Regions from separate parts of the Mus musculus genome. Here all the other regions are linked to region 2. A link is a contact called in public Hi-C and HiChIP or PLAC-seq data. All regions are on one chromosome and are shown on one strand. Each heading gives the region's core, a stretch centred on a gene start, on an enhancer-like site or on the middle of the called end of the contact. The rest is flanking DNA. Distances are from core to core; before and after follow the strand shown. Region 1 overlaps Ppip5k2 (diphosphoinositol pentakisphosphate kinase 2). Region 2 has its middle 81 kb from the start of Macir. Region 3 holds the start of Macir (macrophage immunometabolism regulator).

Evidence for each region. A called contact is a pair of places that touch in the nucleus more often than the background predicts. HiChIP or PLAC-seq counts read pairs in DNA pulled down with a chosen protein or histone mark.
Region 1: an H3K4me3 HiChIP or PLAC-seq map of intestinal villus epithelium shows a contact between it and region 2, with 5 read pairs. The contact joins two enhancer-like sites. A contact is called at or near these places in 6 of 484 Hi-C or Micro-C datasets (the Ba/F3 cell line, CD8 T cells, myeloid progenitors and 3 more), 1 of 115 datasets of contacts at active chromatin or transcription factors (intestinal villus epithelium) and 2 of 9 other capture datasets (adipose tissue and liver).
Region 3: a contact with region 2 is called in a Hi-C map of CD8 T cells, with 3 times the contacts expected there. The contact joins the promoter of Macir here to the enhancer-like site in region 2. A contact is called at or near these places in 6 of 39 promoter capture datasets (the 3T3-L1 cell line, the C10 cell line, hematopoietic stem and progenitor cells and 2 more), 21 of 484 Hi-C or Micro-C datasets (B cells, CD4 T cells, CD8 T cells and 10 more), 5 of 115 datasets of contacts at active chromatin or transcription factors (DN3 thymocytes, the SCID.adh cell line, effector CD8 T cells and 2 more) and 3 of 9 other capture datasets (adipose tissue, liver and pancreatic islet).

What each region holds. Positions count from the first base shown.
Region 1 is chr1:97,704,288-97,707,155 of GRCm38.p6, reverse strand. It overlaps Ppip5k2 (diphosphoinositol pentakisphosphate kinase 2), which reads left to right. Exons shown (of 28, transcript NM_173760.5): 28 at 1-1,113. Among named protein-coding and RNA genes, the nearest start is that of Macir, 44 kb to the right of the region's middle. Within about 2 kb of position 1,520, at least 16 of the 459 cell types and tissues checked have an H3K27ac peak or open chromatin away from gene starts, as enhancers often do. A contact at or near this core is called in intestinal villus epithelium, where this site is marked.
Region 2 is chr1:97,579,212-97,582,030 of GRCm38.p6, reverse strand. No RefSeq gene overlaps it. Among named protein-coding and RNA genes, the nearest start is that of Macir, 81 kb to the left of the region's middle. Within about 2 kb of position 1,535, at least 93 of the 459 cell types and tissues checked have an H3K27ac peak or open chromatin away from gene starts, as enhancers often do. A contact at or near this core is called in B cells, CD8 T cells, CD8 central memory T cells and 11 more, where this site is marked.
Region 3 is chr1:97,660,641-97,663,428 of GRCm38.p6, reverse strand. Macir (macrophage immunometabolism regulator) reads left to right here and starts at 1,411. Exons shown (of 3, transcript NM_133825.3): 1 at 1,411-1,598.

The DNA of each region.
Region 1 (2,868 bases), core at 271-2,770, 130 kb before region 2:
TTCAATTTGTGCTTTGAATTTTTTATTGTGAATTATTTAAAATATTACAAATGCAGGTGGGAGAACTATACCTTTATACACATAAATTTACAAGTTAATCTGTAGAAAATATTTTCTTTATACATATCTTTACCATCAAGAAAAATTTCTTGGTTCACCAAGAAAAGGTTTTTTTTTTTTTTTGTATTAGCAAGAGAGGCAATTTTTTAGAGTTTCTTTTTATGAACTGTAACTGCTAAATTTGTAAATCTTACACGTGATTTTCTGAGTTTTTCTTGAGACCTATGGACTCAGGTCTATGATGCGAGTTCTGCTGTTCATAAGTGTCATCCAGGGTATAGTTCTTGTGTTTCCATTCTTATGTCCAGTGTATTTGATGATTTCACCAAGAAAACTCAAAAGATTGAACATTTGTAGTAAGTAAATGGTGTTTACAAATGATGAGATTTGGAAGAAAGATGGAGATGACTATTGTAATTTCGTCTAATATTTAAATAAAAGGACATCATTCTCCTTGGTGCTCTTTCTCCCTGATGCACAAGTAATTGTTTGAAATATTTTAAATTACTCACAAACTAAACAACCTGCTAAATAAAAATCTCAAACATTGGCTATAATGCAACTTAAGGTAGTAAGCTGTAGCTTCAAGCTTATGTTTAGAAGTACTGGACCCTTATTGTATAGTTAGTGTAATTCTTCAAAAGAGACTTCTAACCTTAAATAATCTTACATGAACTGACTTCTAGAGAATAGGCGTATTATATTATCTTGGTTGTTTAAAAAGGGATGAGATACAGAAGCTCCAAATATATACAAATAAATAAGTACATATATACTTCACTTGAATGTAAATGGATTATATGGTGGTAAATCTTGTAAACAATCGAATGTATGTATGTTCTCTGTGTGTGAATATGTGATTAATGTACTCATGGGGGGTGAGGAGACTACTTTTATTTTTTAAGTGGAATGAATTAAAATTCTTTTTAGAATAAGAGTGACTTGAATTTAAAGCATTTTATTTGTGTTCTTTCTTTTATGTTTTGAAATAGAAAATCCCCAGCAGCATTTTACATTAAGTACTATTCAATAAAACTCATGAGTGAGCATACACATAGCAGTGTATTGTCCTCTGCCTTATGAAGTATGTTAGCACTCGCTTTCCTCAGTATTAATCAGTAATTTCGGCTTTACCTTATTCACCCCAATCAATACTGTTGCTTTGTATGCTCATCTCTTTGCAAGAATCATAGAATTGTTTTTTAAAACACACTATCAGAGAGTCAATTTCATAACAGCAAAATAACATCACCACCATTTATGGAAGTTTGTCTGAAATAGCTGTTTCTACCAGTACTCAGGAGATGTGGGGTTTGAGAGTTTTTTAAGTGCTAAAACATGTTTATTTTTTATTTGTTTATTTATTTTGGGGTTGGGTTTGTTTGGTTTTATTTTTTGCTGCCCACTTTTCCAGCCAGCAAAGAAATGAGGAAGTCAAGCTTGAGGAATTGTCAAGTCACCCTGAGCTGTTTGTTAGTCTTGATAATTTATCATTCATTCCTTAACCCTCAGGAATCCTATATCTCAGGCCTAATAGCCTGTTGGCAGGCCCTGCTGGCCTGCTTTTAATGAGGTACATAGTCCATTCTGTATGACTAATAAACTCAAGAGGGAATTTGTTAATACACAGCTATCATGTATTAAAAAGAAGTATACTGGACATTTTAAGACAAACAGAAAATTGAGACAGAAAGGAAACTGTGATGTGGCAGAGCACGTGGCCCTGTGCTCGATATTTGTACAGCTCAAAAAACACGATAGGTGACAGCAATGAAGAAAGTTTAAAGTTTCAAGAGGAATCTGATGTAAAACTCAGGACTGTTGGGAGCCCTTAACTGGAGGCCGGACTTGTACAGAGGGAGAAGGAGAGGGGAGCGTAAATAGCAGTAAGGATGTTTGAAAAGGCCATAGGAAGCCATTATTTTCTGTTTAAGTATAAATATGTATAAAAAACTTAAATTGAATTATGCCTTATGCCACCTGGGGTAATAATACTTCCTCCAAAAGCCATAGCCTGTCTAACTACAACAACAACAAAACAAACAAACAAACAAACAGTTCCAGGAATGGAAAGCTTATTCTCAAGTTGTTGGTCCGAGTAGACCAAGAGATTGCCAAAGCATTACTATTGCCCTAGGTTGCCTCCCAGAACCTGAAGGATCTATTGCTGAAGATAGCACACATGTTGGACATAGGACTTGAGGGAATCACCCTGGGGACTAGAGATAACAGTATCCAAAGGTTCTACAAAAGCTGCCAAGGTAGGTAAGATGTTAGTCCTCACCAGCTATAAACTCATGAATCACAACAGTGACTACCCCAGCAAGTACAACAGTAGTACTTCTATCTTGGGAGAAACCAATAGCTGTGTAGTTGGACTTGAGGCTCCACTCACTGAAGGGAAGTCCTGCCTAGTACTAGGAACCAAGTTACCTACCTGTGACTGCAGATGTCATGGGCCCCTTTATAAATACAGTCTAAATATTTATCATTTTCCCAACAGATAAGTACAGCTCTCTTACCTCATCAGCAGATTCTTATTGTAGTATATGGAGATTGTTACGGAAATCTACATCGGGTCCTAATGCAGAGAACAACTGACTGTGGAGTGCCAGATGCCAATTAATAAGCATTAAGTTAACAATGCAACCCCCTACACGCCTGAGGTTGAGGGGACATTGCAGAAGAGAGGGCAGAAAGACTGGAAGAGCAGGAAGCCTGACCAGGGAACATGAAGATTCAGCAATACTGTGGCCTAAACAAGACTTGAATAATGACTACATCCGTTGACATGGTGACATGCGTGGG
Region 2 (2,819 bases), core at 286-2,785:
AAGAATTTGGAGTTAAGTTCTTCAAAGGACATGTGGTCTGGGTCTACAGCCATTAGTCTAGTGAGAGTTAACTTATTGATTTTACTGATCTTACAAGGTATTTGGTGTTTGATCACATTATTTTTTTTGGCCCATCCATTTATGTTTTTATTTTCATTATTTATTTGATTTGTTTACTTTGGATTTTGTACTTTTGCTGGTTTCATTGACTAGAAATACTGGTTATTGACTTTAGATCTCTCTTCTATAACTTTTCACGCATGTAACCAATGTTGATAAGTTGAATTTTCAATTTTATGTTAGTTCAAAATGCTTTAAAATTTTCTTGAGATTTCCTTTTTGTTCCATATATTCTTTAGTGTGCTTAATACAAGGGGGTGAAAAAATAAATTTTCTAAGTACTTTGCAATTGTCCAGACATATTTCGTTATGATTAATATGCTAAGGGCATTAATAGAAAAAGTCACAGCATGTAATCATAGGTGGGTAATTTAAATATTCTGTTAAAGTCTTGGTCTGATGCTTATAATAGTCTTGTTCTATCTGATTTCACAATGATTCATATTTAGTTCCAAACTGTGGTTTTGTTATTTGTTTAGTTTTGTTACATTTTTCTTTTAGCGTGTATTGTCATATTCTGTTAGAAGATTGGGTTTGTATTCCTACACAAACCATCATGACTGAGGAGCAAGTTGGGGAGGAAAGGGTTTATTCAGCTTACACTTCCACATTTCTGTTCATCACCAAAAAGTCAGGATGGGAACTCACACAGGGCAGGAATCTGGAGGCAGGAGCTAATGCAGAGGCCATGGAGAGTGCTGCTTACTGGATGCTTCCCCTATCTTGCTCGGCCTCTTTTTTATAGAACCCAGGACTACCAGCCCAGGGATGGCACCGCCCACAATGGGCTGGGCCCTCCCACCCTTGCCCACTAATTGAGAAAATGCCTTACAGCTGAATTTCATGGAGGTGTTTCTTCAAGGGAGGCTCCTTTCTCTGTGATAACTCCAGTTTGTGTCAAGTTGACACACAAAACCAGCCAGTACAATAGGTATGGTGTCTCTGTAAAAGCAACTGGGGTAGGTAAATAGACATTTAGTGGTGTGGCATAAGTTGTGGGGCAGAGGGCATGCTCTCAAGACTGGATGAAGTCTTGGTGAACCTTTGGCCTCAGGTGGGGCAGGAGGCCTAAGGGCAAGGCTTGTTAAGAACAACAGAGTGTCCAGCTATATTTCAAGGTAGTTCTGCTTGCCTTCTTCATGTTAAAAACTCTCTCTCTCTCTCTCTCTCTCTCTCTCTCTCTCTCTCTCTCTCTCTCTCTCTCTCTCTCTCTCTCTCTCTGTGTGTGTGTGTGTGTGATTGGTTCCTCACTAGGAGAAGCTGGTTAGGGTGATGGAATTAGCCTTGTAAGCATGTGAGGCTCCCCACACCTTGTTTCCCTGGGGGTTTTACATCTCAGGGTTGCCTGGGCTGAGCCTCCAGTAATCTGTCAGCTACAACTCAGGTGGTTCCACCCAGCACTAGTTCCCACGGAGGGGTTTCCTTTTGAGGGTTTCTGTTCTGGCAAGCCCTGCTTCTCTGTGCCCGCCTGTCTGCCTTTCTGATCATGAAGACAGCCGTTGGTCCTGTGACCTCATTTCTCTGACAGATCTAAGAAGAGGTGTTTTTTTTTTTTTTTTCATTTCTCACATTTCACCCAGAAACAGGAAGTATGCACAGCTCTTTTTTTTTTTTTTTTTTTTTTTTTTTTTTTTTTTAAAGGTTTGATAAATACAAAGTATTTTTTTTTTTTTTTTTTTTTTTTTTTTTTGTTTTTTTTTTTTTTTCCATTTTTTATTAGGTATTTAGCTCATTTACATTTCCAATGCTATACCAAAAGTCCCCCTTACCCACCCACCCCCACTCCCCTACCCACCCACTCCCCCCCTTTGGCCCTGGTGTTCCCCTGTACCGGGGCACACAAAGTCTGCGTGTCCAATGGGCCTCTCTTTCCAGTGATGGCCGACTAGGCCATCTTTTGATACATATGCAGCTAGAGTCAAGAGCTCAGGGGTACTGGTTAGTTCATAATGTTGTTCCACCTATAGGGTTGAAGATCCCTTTAGCTCCTTGGGTACTTTCTCTAGCTCCTCCATTGGGAGCCCTGTGATCCATCCATTAGCTGACTGTGAGCATCCACTTCTGTGTTTGCTAGGCCCCGGCATAGTCTCACAAGAGACAGCTACATCTGGGTCCTTTCGATAAAATCTTGCTAGTATATGCAATGGTGTCAGCGTTTGGATGCTGATTATGGGGTGGGGCTCAGAACTGAACAAAGAATTCTCACCTGAGGAATACCGAATGGCAGAGAAGCACCTGAAAAAATGTTCAACATCCTTAATCATCAGGGAAATGCAAATCAAAACAACCCTGAGATTCCACCTCACACCAGTGAGAATGGCTAAGATCAAAAATTCAGGTGACAGCAGATGCTGGCGAGGATGTGGAGAAAGAGGAACACTCCTCCATTGTTGGTGGAATTGCAGGCTTGTACAACCACTCTGGAAATCAGTCTGGCGGTTCCTCAGAAAATTGGACATAGTACTACCGGAGGATCCAGCAATACCTCTCCTGGGCATATATCCAGAAGAAGCCCCAACTGGTAAGAAGGACACATGCTCCACTATGTTCATAGCAGCCTTATTTATAATAGCCAGAAACTGGAAAGAACCCAGATGCCCCTCAACAGAGGAATGGATACAGAAAATGTGGTACATCTACACAATGGAGTACTACTCAGCTATTAAAAAGAATGAATTTATGAAATTCCTAGCCAAATG
Region 3 (2,788 bases), core at 162-2,661, 82 kb before region 2:
AGGTGTTCTCTTAAAAAAATTATGAGTTCAGACAAAATGAAACTAAGCTTCTTGAAATAATTTGTAATGTTTCCGAGGTAGTTTTATAAGAACGAACATCAGAATACACTGCTGTGATAAATGTTCAAATCTGAAAATACTTGGAGCATCTTCTACTAAGGTACCCATGGTGGTGGGGCGGGGAGGGGGGGGCACAAAACAACTGAACAAATAAATATAAAACAAAATTTAATCACTTGAGCATTCAATACCTGTACAGTGTACTAGGGTCTATCTATATTTGATAAGTTACATGAATATCATGTTGGGGAAGAGTAACTGAGAACATTCATGAATCTGGCCTCTTCCTTCCTTTTTCTGATACTTACATCAGAGCATATGAGAAGCAATTGAGTAAGTGTCCTTCAGTTGCAGAGAAACCAGAAGCCACATCTTGGAGCCAGAGTGTATTTATTAACCTTGGTAATTTGGGGGACATATATAGACTCTGGAACATGAACTATTTGCTTTAAGTTTGTATTAGTCTAGATGAAATGTATGACTTTATGTTCAGATAAAGCACCGTTTAAAAGGCCACACAATGCAGGAACCTGAATTTAAATTTATAAATACACAAACAGCTCAGCTATATGAAAGGTCTGTGACTTCAAGGATGTAACTCATGTTTTCTGTCTTAAAAATGTGGACTAGCACAGTTGAGAGCTGCAAACTTGGGAATGTGCGTCAAAAGGGTTGGCACCTAGAGCTAAATAAATATCAGCAAATATTTGTAATGCTGCATTGACCACTTCGGCAGGGGAGTGGCATATGGACTGAGAAAAGAAAATCTTGTTGGGATGGCACCTCATCCCTGTAATCCCAGCGCTCTGGAGACTAAGGCAGAACGGTTCTCCGGAGCTTAAGTCCGGCCTTGGGTACAGAGTGAGACCTTGTAAAGACAGAACAGGAAGGAAGCTAGAAAGGAAAAGAGAAGAGAAACAAGTGACTCAGAATTTAGTCTTCACCCCGCCCCCATATTTAGTTGTTGACATTTATTATTATTATTATTTATTATTATAGTATAATTTTAACTTCATGGGCTTCTGCTCTTCTCAACTTCTGATCAGCAGAAACTCAAAAATCACAGCCATCCCCACAGAGTTTAGCACACCGCTCTGTGGGAGCGGCCCGCATTGTCAGGCCTGTGAGCTGCGGCTCCCCGGAGGGTGCGGCGGACTTTGGTCCGGGAGCAGTGTGGCATCACGCCGCCGCCTCCCGTCCCCGCAACAGCCTCCGGTTCTGCGCTCTCACGCCGCCGGCCCAGCCGCCCGCCCAGCCGAGCGTGCGAGCCTGGCGCAGGAGGCGGGCTCTGCGCTTCCCGGCCTCGCCTCCGCAGCCCGCGGGAGGAGGCGGGAAGGCGGGCGGAGGCGGGGGAGGAGGCGGGACTACGGCGGGCCGTAGCTGGCGCCGAGCGCGGTGGGAGAGCAGCGGGTACCCGGCTGGCTCCGCTGGCGGCCTCTGCCCACACCTCGGCGCCGCAGCCCCGCGCCTCGCCCGCCCTTGGCTTCGGGGTCTGCGGCTGCCGGCCATAGAGGAACCGGCGGAACCCTGGACGACCGGTACGTTGGACGGGGAGCGCCACTCCTCCTGCAACCTTTTGTGCTGCAGAGGTGGTGGCGGGGATGGGTGGGGTACGCGCGTGAGTGTGGGTGCCCCAGTCAGCGAGCCACTGTGCCAGCCCCAGGCACGGCGCCGCCCCTTCCTCCTCGCCTCGTGTCCCGGCCGGGCGCGCGGTGTGTGCGCAGCGCAGGGAAGCCCCGGGCCGCGCCGGCCTCCGCGATGGCTGATGGCTCGGTGACACCGGGGCTGCGAGCGGCGCTGGTCCCTGAGCCTTGGTGCGAATGGCTGGCGTGGTGGTGGGGGGACTGGAGCCTGGGGTGGGGCCCGAGCGGGGTGCGAGAGCCCGCAGCTTCCTGGCACAGGGGTGGGGCCGGCGACGCGGGAGTGTGCGGCGCGGGTGAGTGTGCGGGGGCGTGCGCCCCGTGCGCGCGCGGCGAGCGAGCGAGCGAGCGGACGGACCGGCGGGCGGGCGGGCGTGCGCTCGCCGCCGACATGCGGTGCGGGGACTCTGCGACCCGGAGCGACGCTCCCGCGGTGCCAAGGTGCGGAAGTCTGAGCGCGTCGGCGCGCGCCAGCTAGGCGGCTCGCCCTACCCGCAGCGCCAGGCGGCAGGCCCGGCGGAGGCCCATTGAGAAGTAACGCTCGCCCGGCTTGCCGCGCCTCTGGCCCCAACGGTGTACAAGCCGCGGCTGCGGGCTACAGATAGCGGCGGGAGACAGCCCCTGGCGACCTTATCTCGGCCACCAGTGCGCGCTGCACCCCGCGGGCGAGGCCGAGGCCGGTGCGGCGGCTGGTGACGGACAGACGGACCGGCGGTGGCGGAGGAGCGCCTGTGGACTGGGGAATCGCGGCCGGGCGCTGGCCAGAAACTAAGGCGGCAGATGTCTCGGGCACCGCCACCCTCGCCCCACCTGTCGCTGGTGGACTTTGGGGCGGGTGGGAAGCCTAGGAAAGGGCGCCTGGCAGCGGCCGGCGCTCAGACCTTGAGAAGCGGCCCATTGTGAAGCTGCCAAAGTCGCTCTAGTGGTGGAATCTGCAAATCTCGGCCAGGAAGGAACCCAGTTCGCGAAGGGAAGGACAGCCGCGTGCTTTCCCCCTGGCAAGTGTCTGGCTCGCTAGAGACTCCCGGGCTCTCTGCCCACGCCGCTTTGCTTAGAGTGGGCTGAGGATTTCTTCAGAACCAGGGTTT